Linked DNA regions of Mus musculus: all the other regions are linked to region 2. Evidence: chromatin contacts called from public HiChIP or PLAC-seq, Micro-C and promoter capture Hi-C data. All regions are on one chromosome and are shown on one strand. The core of a region is the stretch at or near the end of the contact, and the rest is flanking DNA. Distances in the headings are between cores, read along the strand shown. Region 1 holds the start of Timm17a (translocase of inner mitochondrial membrane 17a). Region 2 holds the start of Ppp1r15b (protein phosphatase 1, regulatory subunit 15B). Region 3 holds the start of Ipo9 (importin 9). Region 4 holds the start of Ptpn7 (protein tyrosine phosphatase, non-receptor type 7).

The links. Promoter capture Hi-C pulls out the DNA fragments that hold promoters and counts their contacts. Hi-C and Micro-C count contacts between places; a contact is called where the count stands out from the background. HiChIP or PLAC-seq counts read pairs in DNA pulled down with a chosen protein or histone mark.
Region 1: a contact with region 2 is called in an H3K27ac HiChIP or PLAC-seq map of thymic regulatory T cells, with 10 times the contacts expected there. The contact joins the promoter of Timm17a here to the promoter of Ppp1r15b in region 2. A contact is called at or near these places in 1 of 115 datasets of contacts at active chromatin or transcription factors (thymic regulatory T cells) and 1 of 9 other capture datasets (adipose tissue).
Region 3: a promoter capture Hi-C map of erythroid cells shows a contact between it and region 2, with 11 times the contacts expected there. The contact joins the promoter of Ipo9 here to the promoter of Ppp1r15b in region 2. A contact is called at or near these places in 2 of 39 promoter capture datasets (erythroid cells and liver).
Region 4: a contact with region 2 is called in a Micro-C map of the G1E-ER4 cell line. The contact joins the promoter of Ptpn7 here to the promoter of Ppp1r15b in region 2. A contact is called at or near these places in 1 of 39 promoter capture datasets (pre-B cells), 1 of 484 Hi-C or Micro-C datasets (the G1E-ER4 cell line) and 2 of 115 datasets of contacts at active chromatin or transcription factors (fetal liver and microglia).

What each region holds. Positions count from the first base shown.
Region 1 is chr1:135,310,936-135,315,956 of GRCm38.p6, forward strand. It overlaps Timm17a (translocase of inner mitochondrial membrane 17a), which reads right to left and starts at 2,802. Exons shown (of 6, transcript NM_011590.2): 1 at 2,759-2,802. The coding sequence starts at 2,784.
Region 2 is chr1:133,128,114-133,132,598 of GRCm38.p6, forward strand. Ppp1r15b (protein phosphatase 1, regulatory subunit 15B) reads left to right here and starts at 3,053. Exons shown (of 2, transcript NM_133819.3): 1 at 3,053-4,485. The coding sequence starts at 3,634.
Region 3 is chr1:135,427,745-135,432,554 of GRCm38.p6, forward strand. Ipo9 (importin 9) reads right to left here and starts at 2,747. Exons shown (of 24, transcript NM_153774.1): 1 at 2,524-2,747. The coding sequence starts at 2,686.
Region 4 is chr1:135,130,184-135,134,621 of GRCm38.p6, forward strand. Ptpn7 (protein tyrosine phosphatase, non-receptor type 7) reads left to right here and starts at 2,517. Exons shown (of 10, transcript NM_177081.4): 1 at 2,517-2,607; 2 at 3,567-3,740; 3 at 4,257-4,438. The coding sequence starts at 3,619. It also overlaps the pseudogene Ptprv.

The DNA.
Region 1 (5,021 bases), core at 1,552-4,051, 2.2 Mb after region 2:
GTCAACTGTGTTTCTGTAAGGATTTATGTAAGCTTCTCTTTTGTTATCACACAAAGCCTACACACACACACACACACACACACACACACACGATCACCCCACGCCCTACCCCCACAGTACAGGGTAAATTCTGTTTCAAGCAACTCTCAGCAGAGTTGTAATTCTCTACCACCATCTCCTTCCAAATAAGAAGCTGGGAGTCTAGTGCACTGCTGGCACACATCATCCACCATGTTTCTAACCTAAAGGAATTCTGTGAAACAAACATTAAAACTGTTGTTTCTATAGTGTTCTTGTGTATAGATGCTGTCGTCTATCAATGGGGTGGAGGAAGTGAGGGAGGCTTCACCGCTCTGGAGTACAAGCGTCCACTGGCACAGCATGTGACACAAAACAGAAGACCCTAGCAAATGAGTGGGAATGGGCCCGAAACAGGGCACTGGCTGCTTCCTGTCTTCACAGACGTCCCCCCAGGCTCTGTCAGCCTGGCACCGCCCCAGTGACAATGGAATGGTTGGCTACTCCAGAGCTCCTGTCAACTCTCCATCAGTCCAAAGGCTGTATAAAAACCCTGGCTGCTGTGCAATACAGTAGCTCTGCACCTCAATGCTGGCCTTTGGAATCTGTTTGGCCAGGTTAGTGACTCCGCCTCCTCACCCACTCCTTGATCCTGGTTCCCACACACATGCTGCCTGGGCAAGCACAGAGAGGTTTACTTGGGCTTATAAACAATTTTACAACGAAGTCTAAAGTTAGCAACAACAACAAGAAGTCGTTTGTAAGTAGTATGTCCATTAGAAGTAGAAGAAATTTCTCAGTGTGTCACACAGTCTCAAGAGATATGTACTTGGGAGAAAGAGACAGAGACCAGCCTAGGCTACATGGTAAAACTCTATCTTAACCCCCAAACTATGGTCCCTCCCTATAAAAGACAAGCGCTATAGTAAGCCAGCACCTGGTCCATCACTATAACAGTAGTATATTTTATTTATTTATTTATTTTGGGTTTTTTTTTTTTTTTTTTTTTTGAGACAGGGTTTCTCTGTGTAGTCCTGTTGTCCTGGAACTCACTCTGTAGACCAGGCTGGCCTTGAACTCAGAAATCCGCCTGCCTCTGCCTCCCAAGTGCTGGGATTAAAGGCGTGCGCCACCACCGCCCGGCAACAGTATGCTTTTAAACTTGCCATTATTGCTCACTAGAATCTAAATAATGACTAATTTCCCTTTAGAATTCATAATCTTCTAACTTGATAAAAAGACTGGGACTATCTCCTCTGTATTTTACAAATGAACGAAGGCTCACACAGAAGTTAAGTAGCCTGCCCCAGATGGAATAAATAACTAGAACAGCCAACTTAAGCACAAAAGTTGGTACTCCAACCCCCCGCAAACTCTGTCCACTCTATTTATAGATCCTAAAGCACTCCGAGAAAGCAACAAAGAAGTATTATGACAATGATTAAACCATCTACTGTTTCAGACAGCGCTGGCCTCAGAACACACCAAGAAAAAAAAGGAATGTCCAGTAACTTATCAAACATCAAGACATGGCCTTGCTATGTATCCTGGGCTAGCCTAGAACCTAAGTGCTGAGATTACCAGCATGCACAGTGCACTCTGATGAAAATATGTCTGACACAAGGTCTAACCCCAGCTGCCCTAGAACTTGCTATGGAGCCCAGGCTGTCCTTAAACTTGCTGGCTCTCCTGCTTCTACCTCATGAGGCCTGTGCCACCTGACCTGGGGAAAACTCAAATGTATCAAAATTACCCCTCCTGCTAATCTGTGTCATTATACGGCATCTAGTACCAATTTATACAGTCCAGCTAAACCCTGCATATCCAACCCCAACACATGGAGATAACCTCCTCTGAGGACAGAAGGCTGAAGCATACTTTTGGGAGTGCCACCAAATAATAATTTAAAATCCTGGGCAGACACACTATTTGAGGATAATACCCTGACGCTCATTACAAACAAAAACCCAGAATACCAAGATCTATTAGCTTGTGACACCTGAGGCTTTATTCAAACAACTGTTGAGACTCGACAGCTATTACATTAATTTACTGCAAACAGCTATGCCTGATTTACTCTTGTTTACACCTTGAGCCAAGCATACAGCCCTTACTTAATAAACACTTAATGAATTTATGTCTATTCATGGCTTTTCAGAGAACACACGCAGCTCATCTCTTCCTATTTTCCACATACTGATATATCTTTTTTCTTCGGGAATTCCACATAGGAAAGGCCGCTTCAGCCTACAAGGAGCTCATCCAGCCCCCTTGGATGTTGGGTGAAATTTGTGGTCTACTCATTTGAAATGCTTCATCGTGGGGACACTTAGTCCTCATAGGCATAAGGCCTCGGGTATGGCACTCGGAGATCTACATTCCCTTCGTCGAGGCAGAAACTGAGCAGAGCGAGGCTTAGGGACGTGTTCAAGGTCGCCTCAGCAGGCAGAAGGGATCATTATTGTCCCCGCACAAAGTCGACAGCACCTGCCATAGGGAGGAGGTTCCAAAGCTCCACCAAGCCCAGCACCGGACCTCCTCCCAATGCACCACAAGGTCACAGGGGTGCTGGGGTCCTGGCACACTGCGCTAAAAAGCCACCTTTGTCACGCTCATCCACACTACCCACAGCTGCCCAGATCTCGGCGCCGAGCCGCGCGGAGCTCCGCTTGCACCTCAGACTCCGACCACGGCGGATGGAGGAGGTAATTAAGGGACAAGGGCGGCGGCGGCAACTCACCACGGCTCTCTCGCGTATTCCTCCATCTTGGCTCCAACCCGCGCGAGAGTCTACGGCACGCTGGGCGGAAATTGATCCCCGCGACGGAAGTGATCCCAGGCGGAGGCGTGCTACTGGACGGGGATTGGAGCATCTCTTCCTGCCGCAGCCAATGGCAATCGGACTCCTTGTAGACCCGGAGCGTGGAGGCTCCCCGGCCAGGGCGTGGAGGTTCGGGGGTTCGGAGTACTGAGTGACAGAGTTCAGATCAGCCCCGTGGCCTGGGATAAACATTGATTGCCCTTTTTTTCGAGACAGAGTTTCTCTGCCCTGGAACTCGCTTATGTAGCCCAGTCTGGCTTCAAACTCAGATCAGCCAGCCTGTGCCTCCCGAGTGCTGGATTAAAGGTGTGTGTCACCACTATCCAGCCGCTATTTTTTAAAAAGTGCTTTTGCTGTCAGGTATTTATTAATAGTGCTACTTAATTTGCCGTGAACAGTGAATCTTTAATAAATATATGTAGCTCTTTTAGAGCAGATCTATATAGTCATAATGTCTGGAATGTAATAGATAACTTTTAAAATAAAGATTATTTTTATTAATTGATGTATGTACGGGATCTGGTGGGTGCATGGAGGTCTAAGGAGAGTCTACAGAACTGGAATTGTCAGGGCTGACAGCGAGTACTTTACCCACTGAGCCAATTTAGCAGCCCGAAAATAAGTGTTCATCTTATAGAGACAATTGGACCATTTCAGGAGCCATGGCCAATTTGAGACCATTGATTTTGGGGGTCGTTGGTGCCAGATCCTCTTCCATGCCTCCCCACAAAGGATAACCCAGAAAGCATGAGATATGTTTAGCCCAGAGAAAAGAGACTGAAAATAGGGCTATAGTCATACTTAAGTTGGTAAGTCAGATCCCCAGCATCATACACACACACACACACACACACACACACACACACACACACACACACACGGTTATGGTGGCACATATTGAAGTTCAGTGTTATATCCTCAGTTGCATTTAGAGTTCAAAGCCATCCTGAGATACTCCAGACTTCCCTTGTTAAAGAAGAAAAAGCTAAAAGTATGAAGTTTCACCAGCCTTATCAGGAAAACACAGTCACTGCCAGCTATAAAGGGAGTTCTTGTTCCATTCCACCTTAAAACAACAACAACGCCGGGCGTGGTGGCGGACGCCTTTATTCCCAGCACTTGGGAGGCAGAGGCAGGCAAATTTCTGAGTTCGAGGCCAGCCTGGTCTACAGAGTGAGTTCCAGGACAGCCAAGGCTACACAGAGAAACCCTGTCTCAAAAAAAAAAACAACAACAACAACAAAACAAAGCTAGATATTTGAGGCTAGACAGATGGCATAGCAATCAAGAGCCTGACTGTTCTAGAGGACTGGGGTTCAATTCCCAGCACAAATGGCAACTCACAATTGTCTGTTACTCCAGTTTCAGGGGATCTAACACCCTCTGCTGGCCTCTGCAGACACCAGGCCCACTTATGATACACAGATAATTCAGACAAAATACTCATGTTTTAATTATTTTTTTAAATATAGGTACTTATTTAATAGGAAAGCCAATGTAATAAGTAATAGACTGCAGTGACAAATGACATATTTTCCAGACTTTTTTTTGGGTGGGGGGGTGTTTCGAGACAGGGTTTCTCTGTGTAGCCCTTGCTGTCCTGGAACTTACTCTGTAGACCAGTCTGGCCTTGAACTCAAAAATCTGCCTGCCTCTGCCTCCCAAGTGCTGGGATTAAAGGCGTGCACCACCACTGCCCCGCTCAGATTTTTGGAAATAAGAGTCAACCAGCCATAGAGCTACAGAATAGCAACAAAATGTTTCTAGCTACAGACTAGCAACAAAATGTCTCTAAAATTTTGAACTGAAGCTGGGTGCGGTACACACCTGTAATCCCAGCAGAGATGGGGAGACGAGGATCTCACGTTCAAACTCATCCCCACTTACAGAGCATGGTCCAGGCCATCCTGGGCAAAAGAAAAAAAAAGAAAATAGAAAAAAGAGAGAGAAAGAGGGAGGGAAGAGGAAAGGAAGGAAGGGAGGGAAGGAGGGAGGGAGGGAGGGAGGGAGGGAGGGAGGGAGGGAGGGAGGGAGGGAGGGAGGAAGGAAGGAAAAAAAGAAAAAATCCAACACAGTCTGGCTAAATGGCTCAGTGAGTAAAGATGCTTGCAGTCTGCTGACGTGAGTTCAATCCTCAGACCCCACAGGGTGGAAGGAAGGAACCAGCACCTATGTTCTATGA
Region 2 (4,485 bases), core at 1,803-4,302:
ATGTGCACTATGGTTTGAGTTCACACAGTATATACTTAAAATACCCATGTAAGTATAATCTAAAAGTCACTGATTGAGGCTGGGCTTGGCGGTACACGCCTTTGATCCCAGCACTGTGGAGGCAGAGGCAGGAGAATCCTTGTGAATCTGAGGCCAGCCTGGCCTACAGAGTGAGTTCCATGATAGACAAACAAACAAAGGAGCAAGTCATCTAAGTCATGCGTTATGACCTAGAACCAAGACAGAATTTCTGGAATAGCCCCTAGCCATACTGCAGCCATTTTGTTCTACTGTATTTATGTGAAGGACTTTCCAAGCATTGGTGATTATAAAATATCAATCACCTGCCATCATTTACTTAACTAGGAAAGAAACTTATCTCATCAGATGAAGTGTGCTAATCCTTGCGGTATTTATGTATAAATTTATTCTCTTTAAGCTTCTCTAAAAAAATAAATAAACTCATAAATAGACAATCTTGTGGATCTTACAGTATTAAACATTTAGCCAAGCATATGTAAATTTTGTCACATCCATTTATTAGGTTTTTCTTTTATTTTATAATATGTATTTGTTTTGTTTTGTTTTGTCTGCATGCATGACTGTCCACCATATGTATGCTAGAGGAGGCCAGAAGGCCTTGGATCCCCTGGAACTGGAGTTACAGACAGCTGTGAGTAAATCTGTGGGTGTTGGGAATTGAACCCAGGTTCTCTAAAAGAGCATCCAGTGCTTTTAACTGCTGAGCTGTCTTTCTAGCCCTTCATTTTACTAGTATACAAATTTACTTATGCCTTTAATAAATGGTATAACTATAGGTATATAAAATTGTTTTAAACTAAATTTATGAGTCATTATCAGTAAATGTTTGTCTTGTATACCATTACCTGTGATCACATAAAACTGTCTTGGTGAAAAGAGACTGTGGAGAATTTTTAAGACATTCTGACCTAGGGGTTGAGGAGGTGGGGAAAGAGCTTGGGGTACTAGCATGAGACCTGAGGTCAGAGTCTCAGAACAAGGCAAAAACAAGAGACAAAAAAGGCACTGGAACCATGACTTGAGCGATAATTACCTGCTCAGGATCACAGGAAGAGAACACGATAAAAACATATTACACAAATGGAAGAAATTCTGAACTAACGAAACAAACAATTAAAAAGGAATCGCACAGAGATTCTAATGTGTCATTTAAAAACCAACTTAGGGGAACTTTCTACAGAGAACAGTTCCTCCTCATTGGGAAATTGAAACGTTGGTACAGTTCTTTCATTACTGCCTGGACTGGAGGGTACATTTACAGGAAGGGCTGGTGCAAATTGTTAAACGCCACTAAAAGGCGTGAATCAGCCTTGAAAAGGAGCAACAGATTCTGACCCGTAGGGCCATTGAGGCCTCAAGCAGACCTTGACCTTCAAGTTGAAACTGGGAGTGTAAGTAGGTATACACCACAAGAAAAGGTGAGGTCTTTCCTCTAACGCTCGGAGGAAGGACAAGTCCTGTGCTCCAGAGGAGGAGCCGCAGAAGCGAAGGCTGGAGAGCATTCGGGCAGCGCAGGCTGAACAGAGCCTTTCTTTATTTTGTAGGCAGTGGTAAACAATGGAGGATTGTAAAGAAGAACGAGAGCAGAATATTAGCTAGTGTTTGTGTTCCTACCCTCTCTGCCTGGGGATACAGCCCCTCACCCAGCGGTTAGATGATCCTCTCGGCTTCACCCCAAAAGGAACTGAAGCCCGAAGTAACTTATTTGCATACTCGGACCTCCTGCTACTATGAAAAAAACGACTCATTGCTAATTACGTTTTCCTAAAGCTTTTAGGATTAAGAAACCAGTTACTGCCAGACACAAGTAATAAGATGTTGTGGGGGCGTAAACAGTAAAAACTCTTGGTTTCAGGGAAGAAAGAGCTTGTTCCTTGCTCAACAAGTCATGAGGATCAGCTGACCCTCCCCCAGGGCAGCAAGATTCTCCTCCTTAGTGTAACCACTACGCTCTGTGATAGCCACTTGGTCTTTGCATTGTGGATTAAAATGAGAATAAGAAAGTGAACTAAAGACCAGGCATGGTGGTGCATGCCTTTAATCTCTTTGCTGGAGAGGAAGAGACAGAACTAATAAGTTCAAGGCCAGCCTGGTCTACATCGCCAGTTCCAAACAGTCAGGGCTCTGTAGAGAGACCCGGCCTCAAATAAACAAATAAATAGATAAGTAAGAAAAGAAAAAAATAAAAATAAAAAAGGAAGAAAGAAACCAAACTAGTAAGAGATAAATCAGCCAGTACTTGGTTGGAAGGCCGAGGCAGAAAGATTGTGGTTAGTTTGAGGCCAGCCTGAGCTTCATAGTAAAATCTGTTTCAAACAAACAAAATCCTCCCCTTATTACAGTAATTAAAATTAATCAGCCAATATTTTTCAGAGGACAAAAGTCACCAATGTGTTATCCTTCGCCGGATGCTCTACTCTGTGGCTCTTGTTACTGAGGAAATAAGTGAATTGAACGCGCTGTTTCTGAGTTAGTTAACAGTTATCTTCCCACCTGTGACTTCAGCTTGCTAGTAACACCGCGTTTTTCTTTCTGAGGGGTATTTTGTCAAATGGACCCTGAAAGATGTCCAAATTAGATCACAGGCAATGCTAGAGACTTAGAAATCCTAAAGCAGAGGGGACAGGAATGTGTGAGTGATTCAGTTTCACTATGATTCACTAGGGATGATGTGTGTCTTAGCACCAGGCGAGTTGGTTATACAGCACTGCCTACATCGTTTCACTCCAGTCTTCCTACGCCCTTAATAGGAGAAGACCGATACACGTGTCAGATAAGCGGATAATTTGCCTAGCAATCGGATCCATAAAAAAGGGCTCGGGAGAATTCTCGGGTTCTCTTGAAACCCACTCACCTCCCCAGCCATTCCCTTTGACCTAGAGGGTGGGGCGCGGAGTCTCCTAGGAGACCAGAATGAACTGACTGCGCAAGCGTACATCCTAGGTCCGGCTGATGCAACTCGCCGCGTGCGAGCCCCGCTCTACCCCGAGTAAGGAAGCCGACAGGGACCACAGACGCGGCCAATCAGAGGCCACGCACGAGGGTGAGGCAAGTCCGCCTCTCGGGAGGCAAGGGTGGGGGTTCGGCGAATGACGTGAGGCGCCGCTGGGCGGTAGGGAGTAGACGCCCTCGGTCCTCCGTCTCGCCCTGCAGCTTCCGGGTGTGCGGCTGCGGCCATTTTGAGCTTCGCTTCTTTGCGCCCTCGCCTGCCACCCAGCCACCCTTTCCGCCTTGGCGTTTCGCGCCTCCGTGCGGGCCACCGGAAACGCCGCCGTCGTCTCCGTCGCCGCCGCGCGAGGGAGGGTCTTCTCTATGGTGGAGCGATCTCACACGGCCTAGGACGTCTCCTTCCCTAGCCGGGATGGACCTAACCGCGGTCGCCACCGCTTGCGCGGGCCTCTGGGCCGTCCGGTGCAGCACTCGTTGCGGAAGCCGCCGCTCTCTGGGCCTCCTCTGCCGGCGCGGGAATCGGACTGCAGTACCCACTCCGTGGCTGGGCAAGGCGGAGACTGTGTAGACCTCGGATCCAGCCTGCGCTGACGCCGCTGAGCTCTGTCCTCCTCCTGTCTGAGAAGCCGCCAAGGAAAGGAGATGGAGACAGGAACGCACAGGGCCCGGAAGCGGCCTGGCCCTCGGCTGGGCTCCTGGTTCCGGCTGCCCTTCCTTCGGCGATCGCACGCCTGCTCTTCGGAGTTCCCGCCGCCTTCCTCTCGACAAAATCCCGGGAACTCCGCTCTGCCCGAGCGTCGGACCAGGTACTGGACCAAATTGCTTTCTCAGCTCCTTGCCCTGCTCCCTAGCCTATTCCAGAAGCTGCTGCTTTGGAGCCAGCTTTTCGGGGGCCTGATTCCTACCAGATGGCTAGATTTTGCCGCAAGTTACAGCGCCCTGAGAGCTTTGAGAGGACGGGAGGAATCTGCCGCTCCCACGGTGCAGAAGTCTCTGAGTTCACTGCGGCTGGACTCTTCGGAAGACTTGGTTGTCAGTTCTCTTGATTGGCTAGAGGAGGGACTCCAGTGGCAGTGCTCGTCCTCAGACCTGGAGTTAAAACTCAAGGCCCAGGAAAGAGCTTTAGACTCTGCAGCGCCCACTTTCCTCCTGGAGCAGCAGCTGTGGGGAGTGGAGTTGCTGCCCAGTAGCCTTCAAGCTGGTCTAGTCTCCCACCGAGAACTTGACTCTTCATCCTCTGGGCCTCTGAGCGTTCAGAGCTTAGGTAATTTCAAGGTAGTTTCCTATCTCCTGAACCCTTCCTACCTGGACTACCTTCCCCAGTTAGGGCTGCGCTGTCAGAGCAGCGCTGGAGGTGGCCAGTTTGTGGGTTTCCGAACACTAACCCCAGAGAGCTGCTATCTTTCTGAAGATGGTTGTCACCCTCAGCCGTTGCGGGCAGAGATGTCGGCAACCGCCTGGAGAAGGTGTCCGCCTCTCTCTACAGAAGGCCTG
Region 3 (4,810 bases), core at 1,497-3,996, 2.3 Mb after region 2:
AGAAGGAGAAGAAGAAGCAACAGCAGCAGTTGTTGTTGACAGAACATTAAGATTCAGAGTCAATAGACCTTTGGGAATCTACACATCTCTTGTCTGATGCCCATGTTAATGTATGCTTGACATATGTCAGTCTACAAATGAAACAATTACAAGAACATGCTAATAAATAAAAACACTTTTACTTTTACCCTATGTGGGCAGAACTAAATTTTTACAAACTCTGCTAATCGAACTCAAACTCTAATCCTCTTAGGAAAAAGGGGACAATTGTCTGCTGGCTACCACACGACTCCGAGTGACACTCAGTGACAACGAGGCTCTAACTATGCAAAGTCTGCAGGCTCCCCTAGATCCCAGTGCTTAGGGACAGGGCAAGAGCAGGAGCTCAAGAAACATTTTCATTACAGAAACAATTTCCTCACCATCCAGGACTAAGAAGCTCGTGAACTCCCCCTAGGAGACCAGGTGCTGTCATTTCATGTAAAGAAGGGCCACAGCCAAAGAAGCTGTTAGAAGCGAACCTTTAGAAAGTATCTCAGAGTTAGCCAGTATGTAAAATTGGAGATGCTCAGGACCCAATGGGAGAGATTACTGTTAAAGACCCCTCCCGGAAAAGACTCTTAAGGAATGAACCACTATCCTCTAAATAAAAACAGGTATAGAAGGGGACAAGACTATTTTAAAGCCACTGAAGACTATTTTAAAGCCAATATTACTATATTCAACTCCAGACTTGATCCACCTCTGTAACCACATTCTGTACTTGAGTCATATACCTCACTACCAGCCGCCATTCCTGTTACTGTATCAGAGCTTGCCCCTGCCTCTCAGCAGGCCACTCACACATTATCAGTAGGTTATGGGGACAGGAGGGAGAACTGAGGTGGCCTTTATCAATTTACTCATCAGTGATCAGATCGAAATTCTGTACTTTTGATTTCAAGATCCCAAAAGGTAACAAGAGTAGGTGACAAGAACTTCAAAACGATCTCAAGGACGGTATAGGTGGCTGTGCCCTAGATGAGGCCATAGCATCTGGCTATGAGTTGAAGAAGAAATCAGAGTAAGACTAGAACTATTGTACAGTCTAAACATAAGCCGGCCTTTCACAGTTAAGGTGACAGCCATACATTTGGGATTAGCTCAAACACTGGGTATCATTCATGGGAGGTTTAATTAAGGATCGGTTTGCATCAGCCCAGCAACTAAATGCAAGTAACAAGTTAAACTTAGTAAGGTTTCTGCCCATCAGCGTTCTTTCTTTATACCGAGGGAGGCAGAGGCATGAACTGTAAAGTCAAGGAATTTGACCTAGAAACCTCAGGACAAGTTAGTTATGTGCTTCGTTCCAATAGCTTTCTTCCATTCACGGTTCCCTCTCTTAAGAGTCTGGTAATGTTATAAAACTACACCTGGCCTTTCAAAATAGTCTCTAACCTATTAAATCCCAATAGTCCCAACAGAAGGAAACTTGCCTTCAATAGTTGGTCATATTAGAGGATATAAAAACTAAATTCAAGGGAGGTTCCCCCACCACATCCACTTCTTTTCAATAAAAAGTCCTGCAGGAGTATTAACTCAAGGCTTTGAGGGTGGTTGGTCAAATATGGAAACAATCTCCCATATTTCTGAGGAAGCCTAAGTTTAAGGAGCAGTGGAAATATTCCCTTGAGCTTGGGGATTCCGAGGATCTGGAATTCCGAATCAGGTACGTTTCTTACATAAAGACCAAGGAGACTTGACCCTTTTTTCTGTTCTTTGTGAAAACAGGCCCGCTGAAAGCCCACTAAACAGGAAATTAAAAGAAAACGTCAAGCTAATAGTTTCTTCTCTAACACGTTAAAGAACATAACGGGAGGATGAGAACAAAGAATCTAAAACAAAGGAAGATCGGTTCCTGTACATAGAAATGCACAGTAATTTAATAATTGCCATTAAGTCTTTAAAAAACAAAAAACAAACGGGAAGCATGGTCGGAAAGTGAAGCGTCGTATGCATCGGATTGAGTTGATTTCTAGGAAAACGTGATGTGTCTGAACAACCAGCCAGATTTAAAACTCTGATGCTGAAACTTGTTCGATGGTGGCCGCCTCCTTAAGGGCCTTACTTCTGGCTCTTCTCTAGCTCCCTTCCCTGATCCCACTACAACAGAGCTGGTGAAGAAAACGGCAAAAAGACCTTGTCTTGGGCTCAGAGATCATCTAGATTGCGCGACACCGCCAGCACCACGTCGAACTTCATTTCTGTCCTCGGCAGAACCCCGCCACTATCTATCTATCTTTTCAAGTCTTCCCCCACCCCATCCCCGCTAAGGCTCCACCTCCCCCGACCCTTTCCTTTCAGACGCGCCACCCTTCTTCTAGGACTTTCCCAGCCACCAGCGGCACCCCCACCCCCACGTTTCCTAATCCACTCCTGACGCCCACCTCTCCGCTGGCTCAAGATCCCCAAATCCCTACGGTCAGCGGACTGTGCGGCCGGCCCTGGTCCGAACCATCCTCGTGACGGTCCCGCCTCACTCACCCTCTGTCACCTCCAGCACCTTAATCTGCTCCTCTGCAGCCGCCCGCACCTCCTGCACCGGGGACAGGATTCCGGTGAGGGTATCCACCAACGCCTCCTTCAATCCCTGTGCCACTGGACCCGGCAGCCCAGAAGCCGCACCAGCTGCCGCCGCTGCCGCCATCTTTCCTCCCCTCAGCCCGCCAGCCCCGCGGCCGGGACCCGCCACCGAATGACGGCTCCCGCGTACGGCCAATCCGCGAAGCCGCGCCTGCGCACCTAAGTACGCGGGAGCGGGCGGGGGGCGGGGATAGAGCGCAGCCTCGGGAGACAGCGCCTTCTGCTGCCGGAACCGAACCGCGATTCGCGGGCCAGGAAAGCTTTGGGCGTCTATGCACACACAGAATTCTCATAACGGTTTGTAGTCCTGAAGTCGCACGCGCTGTTAGAAAACGCGCTTGGAATAAAGGCGCGTAACCTTTGATGGCAAGGCCCTGATGGCAAGGGAGCAAGAAAGCTAATCCCGAGGGCGTGAGCACAGAAGGCCCTGCACCTTGTCTGCTGTGGATTGTAGTGGGATTGTAGATGCCCTCCCTCGCCTCGCCCATCACCGCTCTCTACCTGCATGATTCTAGGCCCAGATTTAAGATGAGTTAGGACAGAGGTCGGGCCTTAAGGAAGGGGGTCAGAATAGCATCTTTTTAAAACTAACACCCCTCCCCTCAACTAAAAACAGCAGTTATTCAGTTGGCTCCGTTTACAGTTTAGCTTTAGAGATCCTAAGATGCTGGGGAGCGGACAGGGAAAAGGAGACACGCAGAAAAACTGAAGTGAAATTGGCAGTGGGGAGTGGTTGCTTTAGAAAAATCCAGTCTTCTAGCTTTTTAGCTTAGATGAACCCAATGTCAAAAAGGGCTGTCCAGGGGAGACTACCTACAGGCGAAGGAGCATTTTTCTAGAATGATTTTTTTAAAAAAAATATTATCTACCTATTTGTCGTTATCTTGTTTTGAGACAAGGTCATATGTGGCCCAGACTAGCCTCAAACTTGCTCTGTAGCCCACACTGGCCTTGAACTCCCTTATCTTGATCTTTCTGTTTTCACCTCCCCCATTGCAGAGATTGCAGGTATGTGCCACCACACATGGCTCTAGAGTGATTCTATGAGTGTGACTACTATGAGTGAATCCTGCAAATATATAGCATTACTTAATTTTTTAAAAAGTGTTGGGGGAGGCCGGATGAAAGACACCCAAGCACCTGCCGTGGCTACCACTACGATGGATGAATGTGTGATGGGGAGATGGGAAAGATGGGGAGTGTGGTGGAGATGGAGGAGGAAACCAAGCTGAAGGGTTCATATACTGTGGAGAAAGGTGGAACTAGGGACTTGAAGGCAGTGAAGAATAGGGGGATATGAGGAGGCCATGCTGAGGTCCTGGCTCCAGCTGCCCCCAAGGGCCATGTCTGGGTTCCTGGTCCTGCTGCAGCTGGAGTTGCAGTCTGTGTCAATGTCTGGCACCTGAATTAGCATCAAAGGCAAAGTGGATGTCAGTGGTCTGGGCTGCTACCAGAGACCATGTGGATATCTGAGAGGCATGCTGCCAGAGGGAGGGGAGACATGCTAATCTGAATGGCTGCACTTGATACCGTGGGACATCTGGATCCATACTGCTTCGGGGGTCCACCTGTCTGGGTTAGAGGTCCTATGGCAACCAGGTCTGTGTTGATATCCCAGGCTGTTTTACCACCAAAGGCCATGCAGATGTCCCTGGTCAGGACTGCTGCCTGAGGCACTATTCTGAGCTGGCCCTGCCCCTCGCCTGGGCAACATAGTAGAGCTGACCCTGAGGGCAAGGGACTGGGTAAGCTAGCCCTGAGGACATGAACACAGAAGGCCCTGCACCTTGTCTGCTGTGGATTGTGGCCGGCAAGGGAGAGATGCCCTTACCCCACCCGACCCCTCTCTACCTGCAGTAGGTGGGAGAGCTGGCCCTGCCCCTCACCTTAGGAGAGTGGGCCCTGCACCTTGCCTGGGCAGCACAGTAGAGCTGGCCCCAGTGTCGAATGCACCGGTGAGACATCCATGCGGATCTGAGAGAAGAGTTGAGGCCGCCTCTTACTGACTGTGCTGCTGAGCTACTGGAGAGCTTACCCTGGGGGTGCAGGGGCGGGCTGACCAACTCAGCTACCCAGGCCCAGATCCAGGGCTTTGAGTTTGCCTATTCCAACATCTACCCCATCTATGATCTGCTAGAGTATGTAAAGGGGCTGGTCCTGCAGATCCAGAGCTGCAGGATCTCCACGA
Region 4 (4,438 bases), core at 1,267-3,766, 2.0 Mb after region 2:
CTCCTGGCCCCTGGGATGGAAGTGGAGAGAAGAAGCCCGGTATCAAGGGGAGAGAGGCAGGGAGGGAGAAATCTTAGGCTAGCCATAGGACCACAGGTGAGGCTCCAGGTGGGAGTCTTGCTCCTCTCCACCCCTGGCCAGGGTCTAGGCATGACCGCCATTCTCTGCGCATTTTGAAATGAGGAACTTTGCCCATGCCGGGCTGCTGGGAGTGACTCCTAGACTCTCTCCACTGCCTGAGTGGAACTTCCCAAAAAAAAAAAAAAAAAAAAAAAAAAGATGATGGCTGACTGGAAAAAGGAAGGGGAAGAAGGAAGAGCCTAGACAGACAGACAGACAGACTCAGCCTCCCTTCCACTTCCACCACCAGGTGAGGCTCCCTAGCTCTCAGTTCCAGACTTTCCAAGTGCTGGGGCTGTGGACAAAGTACTTCACAGGGCTCTGTCTTCCTGACAAGAAGGGAGGGAGGGAGGGAGGGAGGGAGGGAGGGAGGGAGGGAGGGAGGGAGGGAGGGAGGGAGGGAGGGAGGGAGGGAGGGAGGGAGGGAGGGAGGGAGGGAGGGAAGGAGGAGGCTGGTGGGGAACCTGAGACTCAGGGAACTTGGCCAAGGTCACATGACCACTAAGTGTCTGCTTGCTCACTAGGCTTCCAAACAGGACTTTACATTCTCTAAAGTGGACAGTACTGGATCCTAATTCCCAGTCAGAAAGACCAATCCCCCCAACCCACCGCCCCCCAGGGATGGGAAGAACAGATAGAAGAGGCAGGAAAGTGAGAAGCCATCTAGAGACCTGGACAGAGCCTCAGAGTCTTGTTTCCTGCCTTGATTGACCCTTTTGCCCCACCAACTTCCTTCCCCATCTCCCAGCCTCCTTTGCTCTTTACCCAAGAGCTCATCTTCCAACTTCTAGAACCCCACCGGGTCCTCACTGTGAGGGTCAAGAGGTGTGCTCACAGCCAGCAGGCTAACACTGTGAACTGAGGATGCTAGGCAGACCGGTGGGGGAGGGCTTTGCCTACTTCCTTCTCCCCGCCCCTGTGGTATCCTCACTTCCTTTTCTTGATCCTAATCAACAGCTGGCCCCAGGGCGGGTGGCTCTCTTTCCACTCTGCTCCCACTCCCTCCACTATCTGCCAGGGCAGACGCTCCTGTGGGGAGGTCCAGGCAGAGCCCAGTCTCCCTGTCCCTGTGCTCGGGTGTGCAGGGATTCCCAGGCTCCTGCTGCTGTCATCTCATCCTGGCATCAGGGCCAACCACTTCCCAACTCCACTGAGCTTCCCCCTCAGGAAATCCCACCTAGTCCTCTCAGGAGAGCAGGCACAGAGAAAAGGGAGCCAGAACCAACCAACCAGCCATGGAGAGGCTGGGAGAACCACCCTCTGACTTACAGCCAAGAACAAAGACAGGTGCCCCAAGCCCTAGGACTTCAAAGGCTCTTCCTGGTCCTCCCCTCCTCCCCGTGGGCCAGAGAAGGGCAGCCCCTCCCCCCCCCTCAGGTGCCATCCCTGTGCTTACTGCACAGCAGCTCTTTTTCGGTGTCACCCGTTTGACAGTTGAATCGGAGAAGTGGGAGGAAGAGAGAGAGGATGTGGAATTCAAGCAGTGGGGCCCAGGAACGCTTTGGGGAACATTACAGAGTGAAGGAGTCTTGCAAGCAAGCATGAACCACGAACCAGTTGGGCTGAGGGCCAGCGAATGGCCTAGCAAAGCCAGGCGGGGGTAGGGGGTGTGTGGAGTTCTAGACTTGGGGACTGCTCCCTTTCCACACCCCAAGCATCCAAGTGGCCCCCTGGTGAAGAGGACCTGGGAAGTCTCTGATGTGAGGGTCACAGCCTTCACCTATCTGTAAGTCTTCAGAGGAGATACAGGGTTCTAAGACACTCCCAGAGGGGTAGTCTGAGGGGCTGCTATGGAAGCCACCCCAGAGTCCTCTCCAGTTAAGCTCTGATACTTGTTCTCTGGTGACAAGCCTATGTCTGCAGGCTGAGGGGCCAGGGAGTTGGAAAGAAGCTTTCCTGCCTAGCCCTGGCCTCTCCTTCCTGTACAGAGCAAGGACTCCTGCCTCCTCTTCCCTGCCACCCCCTATGGCACCTCTGTGACACATCTGCTCTGTTTGGGGGTCTGGGTTTGGCCCTGAATTCCCAGGCTTTGAAGCAACAAAGCTTACAGGGGCAGAAGCTGAGAAGTGGAAATAAGTCTCTAGCCAAGGTCACAACCAGAAGAGCAGCAGAAGGTTCCCCATGGCTATCAAGGAAGAGGTGGGGGTGGGGGACAGCACTTGATGAGGACCCAGAGGAGGAGGCCCGAGGTGGTCAGGGAAGGCCTCATCTCTCGCCGCTTCCCAGAGCCTTGGCATCCAGTGAGGGTGGCGGGACAGCAGCCGCTTGCTCTTAGAGGGCACAGGAAGGATGCACCCGACCCCTGGTGGCAGCTTGTGGCAGGCACAGAAGGGCAGCCCGCAGTTGGGTGTGCGTGGGTGGAAGCCAGGAGGGGCGGAGGGAGGAAGCTGGCTTCCTGAAACCTCTCAGTCCTCAAAGATAGACGGACTGACAGACAGCTGGCAAGAGGCAGCCTGGGGGACATAGCTTCTTCAGTAAGTACTTGAAGTGAGTACAGACATCCTATGGCCCTGGGGTGGGATGGGGGGCTCCAAGGATGGGTTGAAGAAGCATTGAGTTTGGGGCTCCCATGCCTGGCCAGGGCATGAGAAGTGACATATCTGGTGTCCCTGTGACTGGAGGGCTAAGAAGCCACACAGAGTGCCAGGAGAGGAGAGGCTAAAGGCCCCTTCCTGTTGTGGGCAAGTACTGTCCCAGCCACACCTGCATGGGCCCACACTGCTCCCAAAGCTCTGTCCCCATGGGTTAGCGACTCTAACCCCACCACCACGTCACCCATGCCTTAGCTCTGAGAGACAGGGGCTGCCCCCAAAAGGTGATGCCCTCATCACCTCTATGCCCCCTCTCTCTTGTACCCCCAGCTGTAGCCTCACCATGCGCTGGCGCTCTAGGGTTTGATGAGGCCATTTCCTGTGACGGTTGCAGAGGCGGGAGACTGGGGGATGGGAAGGAGGAGGGAGGAAACACCCCTGGGCTACCGCCCTAGACAGAGACCCCAGGAGCCACAACTGATCTTGGAGTGGAACTGCCGACAATGAGAAGACCCTTCTAGAAGTTGGAGCGTGCCTGGATCCCTGACTGGATCCAGTGCTTCTCAAGGCCTCCATTTCTCATTATAGAGAAGCCTGCTAGCTGGCTAGACTCAGAGAGCTGTATGCTTTCTCCCTTTCCTTCTGTGTGGTTAGCAGGCTGTTGGCCTCATGCAGACCCCAGCTTAGAGCCCTGTGGACTTGGGTATCCTCTCTCTTCCTCCTTCTGGATTCCTTCCTATCTTCCCCATACCTGTATTCTCTCTAGTACCTTCCTTCTACTCTAACCCCTAACTGTCCTCTATCCTGCATCCCAACAGAGAGCTGTTGGGCCGCTTGCTTGAGGGAATAGCTGGCTGGCCTGGACTAGAAGCCTTCTTCTAGCTAATGAGGCCTTCGCGGGACCTTGTCTTTCAGGCATGCCTCATGGCTGAATGAGCCTCCCTTGGGCCCAGCAACCTACCCCAGCATGGTCCAGGCCTGTGAGGGGCGCTCCAGAGCACAGCTGCCGACCTTGTCTTTGGGGGCAGACATGACTCAGCCTCCACCCACCAAAGCTCCAGCCAAGAAGCATGTGCGGCTGCAGGAGAGGTGAGATCTTTCACAGGGAGGATCTTCCTAGGCCTGGATCACCGTCCCTTCCCTTCCTTCTTTCCTGTCCAGTTCTAACAACTGAATCCACAAGGCCTGGAAAAACCAAACCAAATAATGCTCATTTGAAGGTTGCTCGCCCATTCCTTGTATGGCAGAGGCACCAAGTTTCTCGTCATCCCTGGTCTGTCTGCTCTCTAAGTTTCAAGTTGTGATGAACAGTCTCTGGGACAAAGCTAGGGGCCTCTGTGGAGTTGGGTGTGCATTGGAGCCTCTGTGTTGGCTTGAGAGTAGGAGAGAGAGACAGCAGGAAGGAGCAGAAGAGCTGCAGGCTGCTCTGTTCTTATCTGATAAAGGAAAAGGGGAACGCAGTAGGGGCCTGACCCTTGAGTGCCCTGGGCCTCTAGGTCAAGACAAAGACTCAGCAGATCCTCCCCAGACAGAGCCCACAAGGAGCTTGAAAGCGAGGCAGATGCTCTGAGATGCTCACTGGGCAATGGTTGGCTGTGCTTGCAGAAGGGGCTCCAGTGTGGCTCTGATGCTGGATGTACAGTCTCTGGGCACGGTTGAACCCATCTGCTCAGTGAACACACCCCGGGAAGTCACCCTACACTTCCTGCGCACGGCTGGACACCCCCTTACACGCTGGACGCTACAGCACCAACCTCCCAGCCCCAAGCAGCTAGAGGAGGAATTCT